3 separate regions of the Rattus norvegicus genome follow, and all the other regions are linked to region 2. A link is a contact called in public Hi-C data. All regions are on one chromosome and are shown on one strand. Each heading gives the region's core, a stretch centred on a gene start, on an enhancer-like site or on the middle of the called end of the contact. The rest is flanking DNA. Distances are from core to core; before and after follow the strand shown.

What was found. Hi-C and Micro-C count contacts between places; a contact is called where the count stands out from the background.
Region 1: a Hi-C map of Schwann cells shows a contact between it and region 2, with 7 times the contacts expected there. The contact joins the enhancer-like site here to the promoter of Adamts15 in region 2. A contact is called at or near these places in 4 of 12 Hi-C or Micro-C datasets (the A7r5 cell line, Schwann cells, mammary epithelial cells and 1 more).
Region 3: a contact with region 2 is called in a Hi-C map of kidney, with 2.4 times the contacts expected there. The contact joins the enhancer-like site here to the promoter of Adamts15 in region 2. A contact is called at or near these places in 4 of 12 Hi-C or Micro-C datasets (the A7r5 cell line, Schwann cells, hepatocytes and 1 more).

What each region holds. Positions count from the first base shown.
Region 1 is chr8:37,308,968-37,312,125 of GRCr8, reverse strand. No RefSeq gene overlaps it. Among named protein-coding and RNA genes, the nearest start is that of Snx19, 220 kb to the right of the region's middle. Within about 2 kb of position 1,500, at least 10 of the 93 cell types and tissues checked have an H3K27ac peak or open chromatin away from gene starts, as enhancers often do. A contact at or near this core is called in Schwann cells, where this site is marked.
Region 2 is chr8:37,587,768-37,590,870 of GRCr8, reverse strand. It overlaps Adamts15 (ADAM metallopeptidase with thrombospondin type 1 motif, 15), which reads left to right and starts at 1,425. Exons shown (of 8, transcript NM_001106810.1): 1 at 1,425-2,702. The coding sequence starts at 1,746.
Region 3 is chr8:37,188,894-37,192,012 of GRCr8, reverse strand. No RefSeq gene overlaps it. Among named protein-coding and RNA genes, the nearest start is that of Snx19, 100 kb to the right of the region's middle. Within about 2 kb of position 1,567, at least 4 of the 93 cell types and tissues checked have an H3K27ac peak or open chromatin away from gene starts, as enhancers often do. A contact at or near this core is called in kidney, where this site is marked.

The DNA of each region.
Region 1 (3,158 bases), core at 251-2,750, 280 kb after region 2:
AGTGACCTCACTTGTCTCTCTCTACCTCCACACAGGATGGGATTGGAAAGCCTTGCTACTCAGTGGTCAGAGACGACGTCAGAGGTGTGAACACTGGCGGCAAAGGGTCAATGTCACTGACTCAGCATAGCACACAGGCCGAGATGTGGATGTGTTTGGTGGCCCACAAATGTCAGCTCCAGCCTCCCAGAGGAGCCTGCCTGGCTGGACTTCAAGTCTCAGGCTCTCCTGAGGTTGAAAGAGCCTGGGAAAAGCTGTCATGAGTTCCAAAAGGCCCTTTACCAGTTGCAGAAGTCCTACAATTTAGTTTCTAGAGAAGTAGAGAGGTTGTGGGTTAAATGAGTTTCAGAACTCTGAATAAGCAAAGGAGTCTCCTAATTCTAGCGATTGGCGCCTCTGAGCTGAGTGCGATGGTGAGGCAGGAGAGAGAAACGGGAGTTGAACACTCTGAGGGTGCGGTAGTGGCCCAAAGTATTCTGGCCAAACCAAGCTCTCAATCATGGCAGAGAACAACTATGGGAACCGAAGAAAACGATACCGCATGTCCTGAGCAAGAATCCCCCAGCACTAGTAGCAGCTTTCTGGGCAGAGCTGTCTCCTCTTTTTGCACTGTGTCCCCAAGTCCAGCGGTGTGGACTTGGCTGGGTCTATGCCCAACATCAAGCTGTTGGCTCTATCTTGTTGACTTTACTGTTCATCTGAAGGAGACACTGAGGAAGCCAGCTTTAGCTGTTTGCCAAATCCTCACTGGGTTAAATACTACTCTTGTCCTGGAGGAGGTAGGTGTTAGGTGACATTACAAAACAAAGGTGAACCAGAAGTGTTCTCCTTAGCAGCTGAGTAGCACCCCCAACCTGAGTTGCTTCTAGGCAAACCTGGGGTGGGTGTGAGCAGCCACCTAGAAAAGATTTACTTGCTTTTGTTAACGGGCCTCCTCTTGTCTTTACATGCAAGCAACCAGAGAAAACTCCAAGGGTTGTATTTTGGGGTGCTTTTGAAAGCTCCCCTCTCTCCCTCCGCTCTTCTTTTTAGACTGCTCTGCATAAGGGGCCAGACTCCTGCCAAAGGCCTCATAATGCCCCTCTCGGGGGACCAAATGTATCCACTCAGCTGTCCCTTGTAAATTTATTCCTGTGTGAGATTTTCCCCAAACCATTCATTCCTCCGCTTAGCTCAGGCAGCTGGAATGCAGGGGAAAAAATACATTTTTTTTCCTTTTTTCAAGAATGTGTCTTTTGTGTGCTTGGAGGGGTTGGACTAAAGAGAAAAAAAAAAAAAACCAAACCTGTCTCTCACACACAAACACACATATATGTATGTATACACAAACACACACACTCACTGTGGCTAACAGCCCCACTGAGGCAGAGGGTGGGGTTGCGCTGGGTTGGTGAGTGATATCTAGGGGGGTCCCTGCATGCCAGTGGTGAATACTTCACAGTGTGGGCTGTGGGTCCTCAGCCTGGGACTCAGCCAGAGAAACACCTCACTGGTTGTTTCCATGGCAACATCACAGTTTCCCTGGAATGGAAAGGCCTGTGATGGGTCAGAGCCAGAATGGGCTTTCTAACTGCACGTGTGTGCGATGAGGGGCTTTAGGGAGGAGACGGCGCTGGGAACTTTGACTTAATTTTTCCTTGACTGATTATGGTCTCCAAGAAGCAGGTGAGGACTGGGGGAGGGACGCAGGGATGACCTATGTGCTTAAGGAATGTGGCTGTCTTTGGGGCAGGCAGAGTTACCGTGTAAGGCAAGACAGATGGGAAGGGATGCTAGGTGGCAATCATATGCATGTACTGATGTGACCACATCACGGTGTTTCCCCTACTGGTACTGAGAGGTAGCAGAAGCACAGGAGTTTGTCCCATTTTCTGAGGGACTCATGCGCAGTGTAGGGTCTTGGGAAGAGCTTCCGGGTAAGAGGGTAGAAATAGTGGTATCGTTACTGTGCTTTGGCAATGGAGAAGAGTCAAAGCAACAAAGGAGATATATTCTGAGTGGGGCAAGACTGAAGATGAAGAGACAAGAAAATAACAAGTGTGAGAGCCGCAGGGCCTAAGAGCAACAGTGCGGAAGTCTGGAATTCCTTCTGTCTGATAGTTCAGCCGTAGCCAGAGCAGGGCAACGAGTACGGCCCTTGGCTCACGTGTATGCCCCAGTGTTTGCAGAGGGTCTCTGCTCTGGGGCTTTCATCCTGCAGAGAGCCCTGTCCTCATCTGCAGGCAAAAGGTGGTTAGAAGCAATGAGCCCACACCTACCATTTTCTGCCTATGTGATGGATACACTTGCAAGCATCACTTTTATGTCTATACCATAAGGGTGTCTGGGAAGCTTGCTGTGGCTGCTGTGATTTTTCTCAGATTTCTAAGGGTGTGCCATGGGACAGGCTTTGTGCTAATGCATAACATAAGGGAAAGGCTTTAGGGGAGGGTCCTGTTTTTCCTTGTAAGTTGGGTTGACAGGGCCCAGATAACTGTATGCTGTGCCCAGCTAGAGCACAAGTAAAGGAGATAAGGCCCTACCAAGTAGGGAATTAAGACATTGGATGAGGATGATACAGGAGAGAGAAAGAGAGAGAGAGAGAGAGAGAGAGAGAGAGAGAGAGAGAGAGAAAGAGAGAAAGAGAGAAAGAGAGAGAGAGAGGCATGTGTGGGCTTTTTGAGCTTCTGTGGACATGAGTCTGAGAGCCAGCTACTTAAGGGGCCCATCAGAATCATGGTAACTTTGAGCCTCTGCTTATCTATCTATCTATCTATCTATCTATCTATCTATCTATCTATCTATCTATCACCTATCTATCTATCTATCTATCTATCACCTATCTATCTATCTATCTATCTATCACCTATCTATCTATCTATCTATCTATCTATCTATCACCTATCTATCTATCTATCTATCTATCTATCTATCTACATACCTATCTACCTATCTACCTATCTTGTCAATGCATTAGTTCTTTGACAATTTCCTACATGTATAAAGTGTATTCCTATAACTGTGGCCCCCCAACTCTCTCTAAATTCCCTCTTACCCATTACTTATTGGCCATTGTTCCTGAGTCCTTTTCCTTACATTCCTGATTTTTATTTAAGTTTATTTTTAACTTTTTTAAGAGTGGGTATGTCTAGTATATGTGTCATATATTTAGTACATAT
Region 2 (3,103 bases), core at 176-2,675:
AAGGCCCTTAACCACTGAGCTATATCTCCAGTTCCAGATTCTGCAAAGATATTGGAATCTCGAGGTCTGGTGCTACGTACAGGTACCCAGCCTTCTCTCCAAGCTGGATCGGAATGTTACAACGTGATTGTGGTGATTGTGCTTTCTCCGGCTGATCCACACTCAGTCTTCTATTCCAGTGCCTTGCCCTACACTTGGGTGAGGATCAAAATACATACAGAGGACGCAAGGTCTACTTTCTATTGCCCACCAGTCTGTTGGCTCGCCCCGCTAGAAGACAGCCAGCATTTGCTTGTCTGTTCCCTTCAGGCACTAGGATACTAATAAATGTGTGTATTAAGGGCTTGCCACCTCTCTTCAAGCCCTGCTAGCTAGCACTAGCTGTACCTCCACCAGGACCTAGTTTGAAAGCCAATTGCTATGTGGCTGTATGGGGAGATGGAGACACTAAGTGGAAGTCCATTTGAATTCCCACCTTCGGGGCTGGGGATTTAGCTCAGTGGTAGAGCACTTGCCTAGGAAGCGCAAGGCCCTGGGTTCGGTCCCCAGCTCCGAAAAAAAGAACCAAAAAAAAAAAAAAAAAAAAAAAAGAATTCCCACCTTCTTCTGCTCTTTTCTGGAAGCTCTGGGCTGTGTGTGTTGGGGGGCGGGGGGTTGAAGGCCTCAGTGGCTCAGGACCAGAGACAACAATCAGATAGTTAGGAAGTGATGGAGTTTTGAGAGTTTATCATCTTTGTTTTAAAATGCAATTTATTTAGTTATAAGCTTATATCATTTAGTTTTAAATGATGGTTGCATTTAACATCTGCCTGGCAGAGATCCTGAAAACCCGGGAGTCTGGTCTGAGCCCATCTAGCACAGTGCTGACCCCACAGGGCAGCCCCTGTGGGCCCGGGTGGCTCTGGGTTCAAGAAGGACTGGCTGTATTTCTTGAAGGTTGTTCTCCCAACACTAGGACGTTTAAAGGGCCCTCCTCAGTTTGAGGTCCGTTTGGAGACTTGATGGTTAAGAAGCAGGGTGGGAGCTTTTGCAATGGGAGGAAAGAGGTGGGTCTGGAAAAGGAGGTCAGTGCTGTGCTCCCGGAGCCAGCTGCCTTGGGAAGGCTAAGACTCAGGGAGTTCACAGATGTCCACAAGGCAGTAGTAACTGATGCATCTCTTCACTGGGGTACCTAGCGCAAAAAACCGCGAGTAGGTTCCAGCGTTCGTTTCTTAGGTCAGCCCACGCCTCCTGCCTCAGCATAACGCCACTCCCTCCCCTCCAAGTGGCTCTTGCTCAGGAGGCGGGACCGAGTTCTCCAGTGGCCCCTGGAGGCTCCAGGCTGCGAGCTCTGGGAGGCTGGGAGAGGAGTTAGGGGAGGGGCGCTGACTGGGCAGTCCAAAGAGGAGGGGGCCTTTAATAGGCTCGCCCAGCGCCTAGTTTGCTGCACCGCGAACGGCTACGGTTCGCAGAGCAGCCCGCCACCTCGCGTCACTTCTCCACCGCAAATTTTCGCCTGTGCACTTGACAGCGATCCTACTAGAGCTCCCAGAGCGCGTTTTGCTTAGGGAGGAACAGGTAGGAGGCGCGGGCTGCCCTGTGCACGCTCGCTGTTCTGGGAGGAGTCTCCCGGACTTGGTTGGCTGTCCTTTCTGGGAACTGCCCATTGTCCCGGGCGTTGGTGTGTGGGCTACAAGGGGACAGTGCTTGCCGTGGGAGCCGGGCTAAGTTTCATCCCAGAGCGCGTCTGTGCGCGGCCCGGCGCCATGCTTCTACTGGGCATCTCAATCCTGGCTCTTGCCTGGCGACCTGCTAGCAGCTCCGAGCCAGAGTGGGAGGTGGTCGTTCCAATCCGACGGGACCCGGACATCAATGGCCGCCACTACTACAGGAGGGGTACGGAGGACTCCGGGGATCAGGGTCTCATTTTTCAGATCACAGCTTTTCAGCAGGACTTTTATCTACACCTGACGCCAGATGCCCAGTTCCTGGCTCCCGCCTTTGCTACTGAGTATCTAGGTGTCCCCCTGCAGAGGCTCACTGGCAGCTCTCTAGACCTGCGACGCTGCTTCTATTCCGGGTATGTGAACGCGGAGCCAGACTCCTTTGCTGCTGTAAGCCTATGCGGGGGTCTCCGCGGAGCCTTTGGCTACCAAGGTGCGGAGTATGTCATTAGCCCTCTGCCCAACACCAGCGCGCCTGAGGCGCAGCGTCATAGCCAGGGCGCACACCTTCTCCAGCGCCGGGGTGCTCCCGTAGGGCCTTCCGGAGACCCTACCTCTCGCTGCGGGGTGGCCTCGGGCTGGAACCCCGCCATCCTGAGGGCCTTGGACCCTTATAAACCACGGCGGACGGGCGTGGGCGAAAGCCACAACCGGCGCAGGTCTGGGCGCGCCAAGCGCTTCGTGTCTATACCACGGTACGTGGAGACACTGGTGGTGGCGGACGAGTCAATGGTCAAGTTTCACGGCGCGGATTTGGAACATTATCTGCTGACGCTGCTGGCCACGGCGGCGCGACTCTACCGCCACCCCAGCATCCTCAACCCTATCAACATCGTTGTGGTCAAGGTGTTACTCTTAGGAGATCGTGACACTGGGCCCAAGGTCACAGGCAACGCGGCCCTGACTCTGCGCAACTTCTGTGCCTGGCAGAAAAAGTTGAACAAAGTGAGCGACAAGCACCCCGAGTACTGGGACACAGCCATCCTCTTCACCAGACAGGTGAGTTGATCTGTCACCTCTTTGGGTTCAACCCTATTTTTCTTAGGGTCATTGAGTTTAGAACTCCAAAGATCCTTGTCCCCTTTGGAGACACCCAATGTCCCCTTTAAACTGGTTTCTTTCGAATCCTAGCAATGGAAGTTCTAAATAGAGTCCTCTCCTAGGCTCAGCAGAGCTTCCACCTCATGTGTTTCTGGGAGGTTGGAGGAGATCCTGCTTTTTTCCGAAGGTGTTGTCCTGATGGGGCCAATCAGCGCCTTCTGGACCAGGCACTGAGGGGCTGGAACCTGGGAAGTTGCCGCCCCTGAGCTGCAGTTTGTCTTAGAGGCCGATAGGAGGCGCTATGAGGATGATGTTGTAGATGGTGGGAATGGGAACTCGTTCCCCTCTCCTCTGTGGGT
Region 3 (3,119 bases), core at 318-2,817, 400 kb after region 2:
GCTACCTCTGTAAAACCCATTCAGAGTACCCAGTCCCTCCAGTTTTCTATACTCGAGGTCCTCACCAACAAGGCTCAGCCCCTTAGATGCTTGTATTTCTAAGACCCCAGAATAACCTTACGAGTCCCTATTCCCCCTTCATTGTTCATCTTCCCGAGGTTGTGATTAATTCTTGTTTCCCTTTCTCAGTTGACAGAGGAACCAATTAAACTGCTGGGGGTGCATTGCAGTCATTTAATTGCCATGCCACGATTCTGTGCCTGGGAAAGGCATGTGGACCCGAGGGGAAGCTGAAATTACTCAGGTCACATGGGCTGCCCTTTGAGGTGACAGTCCTGACAACTGTGTACCTGACGCACTGGAGATCCAGCCTGCTTCCTGCTGTTCTGGAAGACAGCTCAGATTACTGGTGACACCACTGCAGACCACAGCCTGAGTCCCTCTGTGGGTATGATACCTGTATTGGGTAAGCCGTAACCCATGGATTTGATCCTTGACTGGCCTGGGAAAGTGGAGGTGTGGGAATCAAGAAAGGCCACCTTCGGCCAGCAACTCCTTGAACACTACAGCTATGCACGGCTGCCACCTCCTGGACCATGTTATCACTGGTCCTTGGAACGTCCTCTCAGCCCCACTTCTGATTTAAGCCATTGCTGGGGTTAGCAGGGATGGGATGCTGCAAGGGAGGTGTATGGAGTGGAGAAGCTGAGATTGCTCTCTGCTTCGCAATCATAATGTTGAAGTGGTTGTAGATCTGGGTGACCTTAGGGTTCATACCAGTACACCCTTACCACTCATGGCCGGCTTCCCTCTGACAGGTTTACATAGCCAAGTTCAACTTCAAAAGGGCCATGTCCTTTTGAGTATCATATCCCAAATGACTAACACCATTGCCTTTCTCCAAGCCTTGGTTTATCTTTGTTAGATCATTGTTGTTATTACAGGCTGTTGGTGAGATCTAACCCAGGGAGAAGGGCCCCATACCCTCACATATCCATCTTTGATCATTTGGGCACCTACCATAGCCAAGGAGAGACGCTCTGAGACATGGGTCTTTTTCCAACACTCTCGGGAATTCAGCAGCTGAAAGGGAACAGTATGATTCCTCTCCAAATCCTGTCTCCAAAATGTAATGGGTTAATGGGTCCCCTAGGAAAGAAATCCAGCTGTTGACCAGCATTCTGTGATGGTGTCTAATAGCCCTTGCTGGCAGGCTCAAAACATGCTCCAAAGAGAACTCTACCCTGCTGGGCCCCTTTTGTTTGTCTCCATCATCCTGACACCAAAGCTCTTAGCCACCTTGCTTGCTATAACTTGGAGCCTTGGTATTCATGCTTTTGATGCACCCCTACTTGACATTTATGACACTCTCAAAGGTCAAAGCCTTTGAGACCCTTGAGTGATCAGGTTCTAGAGTAAACCTCAAGCATCACCCCACAAACTTCATGTTAAGGTTACTCAGGACATTTCTAAAGTGCCAAATGACCTACTTACAAGTGGGCAGCGAAGGCCAGGAGTGACCCAGCCAGCAGGGCTGGGCTGAGTATTCCAGTGGTGCAGTATGTCCTGTTGCTGTTCTGTTTGACCTGGTCCACATTTGGCTGAAACCCAGAGCCCAGGCAGTTGGCTCAACTCAGCTGCGGCCTTTGGCCCTAACACAGGATCTTTGTCATGAAGCTTGGCAAGACGCTGCTTCATCCTGTTGTTTCAGGATAGTGGTCAGAGGAGGAAGGAACTCCAGCATAGTACCTTGCACACAGTCCACACATGGACCAGCGTCATGATCAAAGGACTGAGTTCAGCCTCTGCTCTATGATATAGCCTTGCAACTCAGGCAAAGCAACTACTCTCTTTGTGCTTCTGAGTGGTCTTTTACCAACTAGGACTATTAACAGTATCTCCATGTAAAGTCTCCCCAGGGTTAAATGAGAAGATGAGCGTGTGTTAGTATCTAGCACACTTACTGTCAGGCACATGGTGGGTTTGTCCAGTGAATGATGACAGCTGAGATGGGATTGTGTTGGAAAGGACATAAGTCCTGAGCTTGGTATGTGCAGGGGTTTGTCTTCTAAGTGCTTAATTCTAGACCCTGTCAAGTTGACAATCAGGGCTGCCCCTGCCTTGAAAACTGTGTCAGCCCCGAGGCATCGAGCACAGATACATACTGCAGCGTTGTTCCTCACACAGGCTAACTGCTCCAGGGCCTAAACCTGCAGCTCTTTGCATCTGATGGTCCTTCCAGGGCAGTGCGGGTTACACCGTTCAGTCCCACGCTGTGACCAGATCCTCTCGTGACCAAAGAGCAGCATGCATCCTATGATTTGCCAGGGTCAGGCCAGCTGCACAAAGACAAATACTAAAGTGCTGCCCGTTTATCTTCTCTGAAATTTGTTCTTAACCTTTGACCTCTGGCCCTCTGCCCTGGCCACCTGAGAGAGCTAGCCATAGACAACAGGAACTCAGAGGCTAGGTCACAACTCAGGTGTCCAGGGAAAGGCCTCAAAGTGGCCACCCTGGGCACAAGCCAGGGGTGAGGAGGGAGTTCATGGCATAAAAGCCCGAACTCAGCTTGGATTTAAAGCATCCACCCACACAAGGCAGGACAGATGGACCCATTTGCCTCCTTCAGCTCATCTGCATTGAACCCGGCTCAGCAAGGCAGGTGCTGGACTCCCAGATCTTCTGCCCAGCCCTTTGGCTTCTCTCAGCTGCCTGTGGAATCTGCACATGACGATCATCGGGCCAGCTGTTAGGAATCACTTTGAGAATGAAAACAATTAAGCTGGGCAAGAAACCCACCGGCAAACCCTGACCTCACTTCTGCACCTTCAGGCCATTGTCCCTCAGCCTGCTCCTAGTCACCTTTCTGTGTCTGTCCAATAGCCTTTCCAGATGTGCTCTGCCTGAGGACAGAGCAACAGCATTGCAGCTCTAAAGCACTGGCTCAATGGGACCCCCCAAAACATCTCCCTCTGGGAGGTCAGGCTGCATTCAATCCCATTCCAGACACACGTGCAACACCACTTACCAGTGAGCTTTCTGGAAGTCCTCCTGTTTATCTGTGCAGGAATGCTCTTAGCACAGGGGAAACTGAGGCCCACCTCATCTGCTCTGAGCAG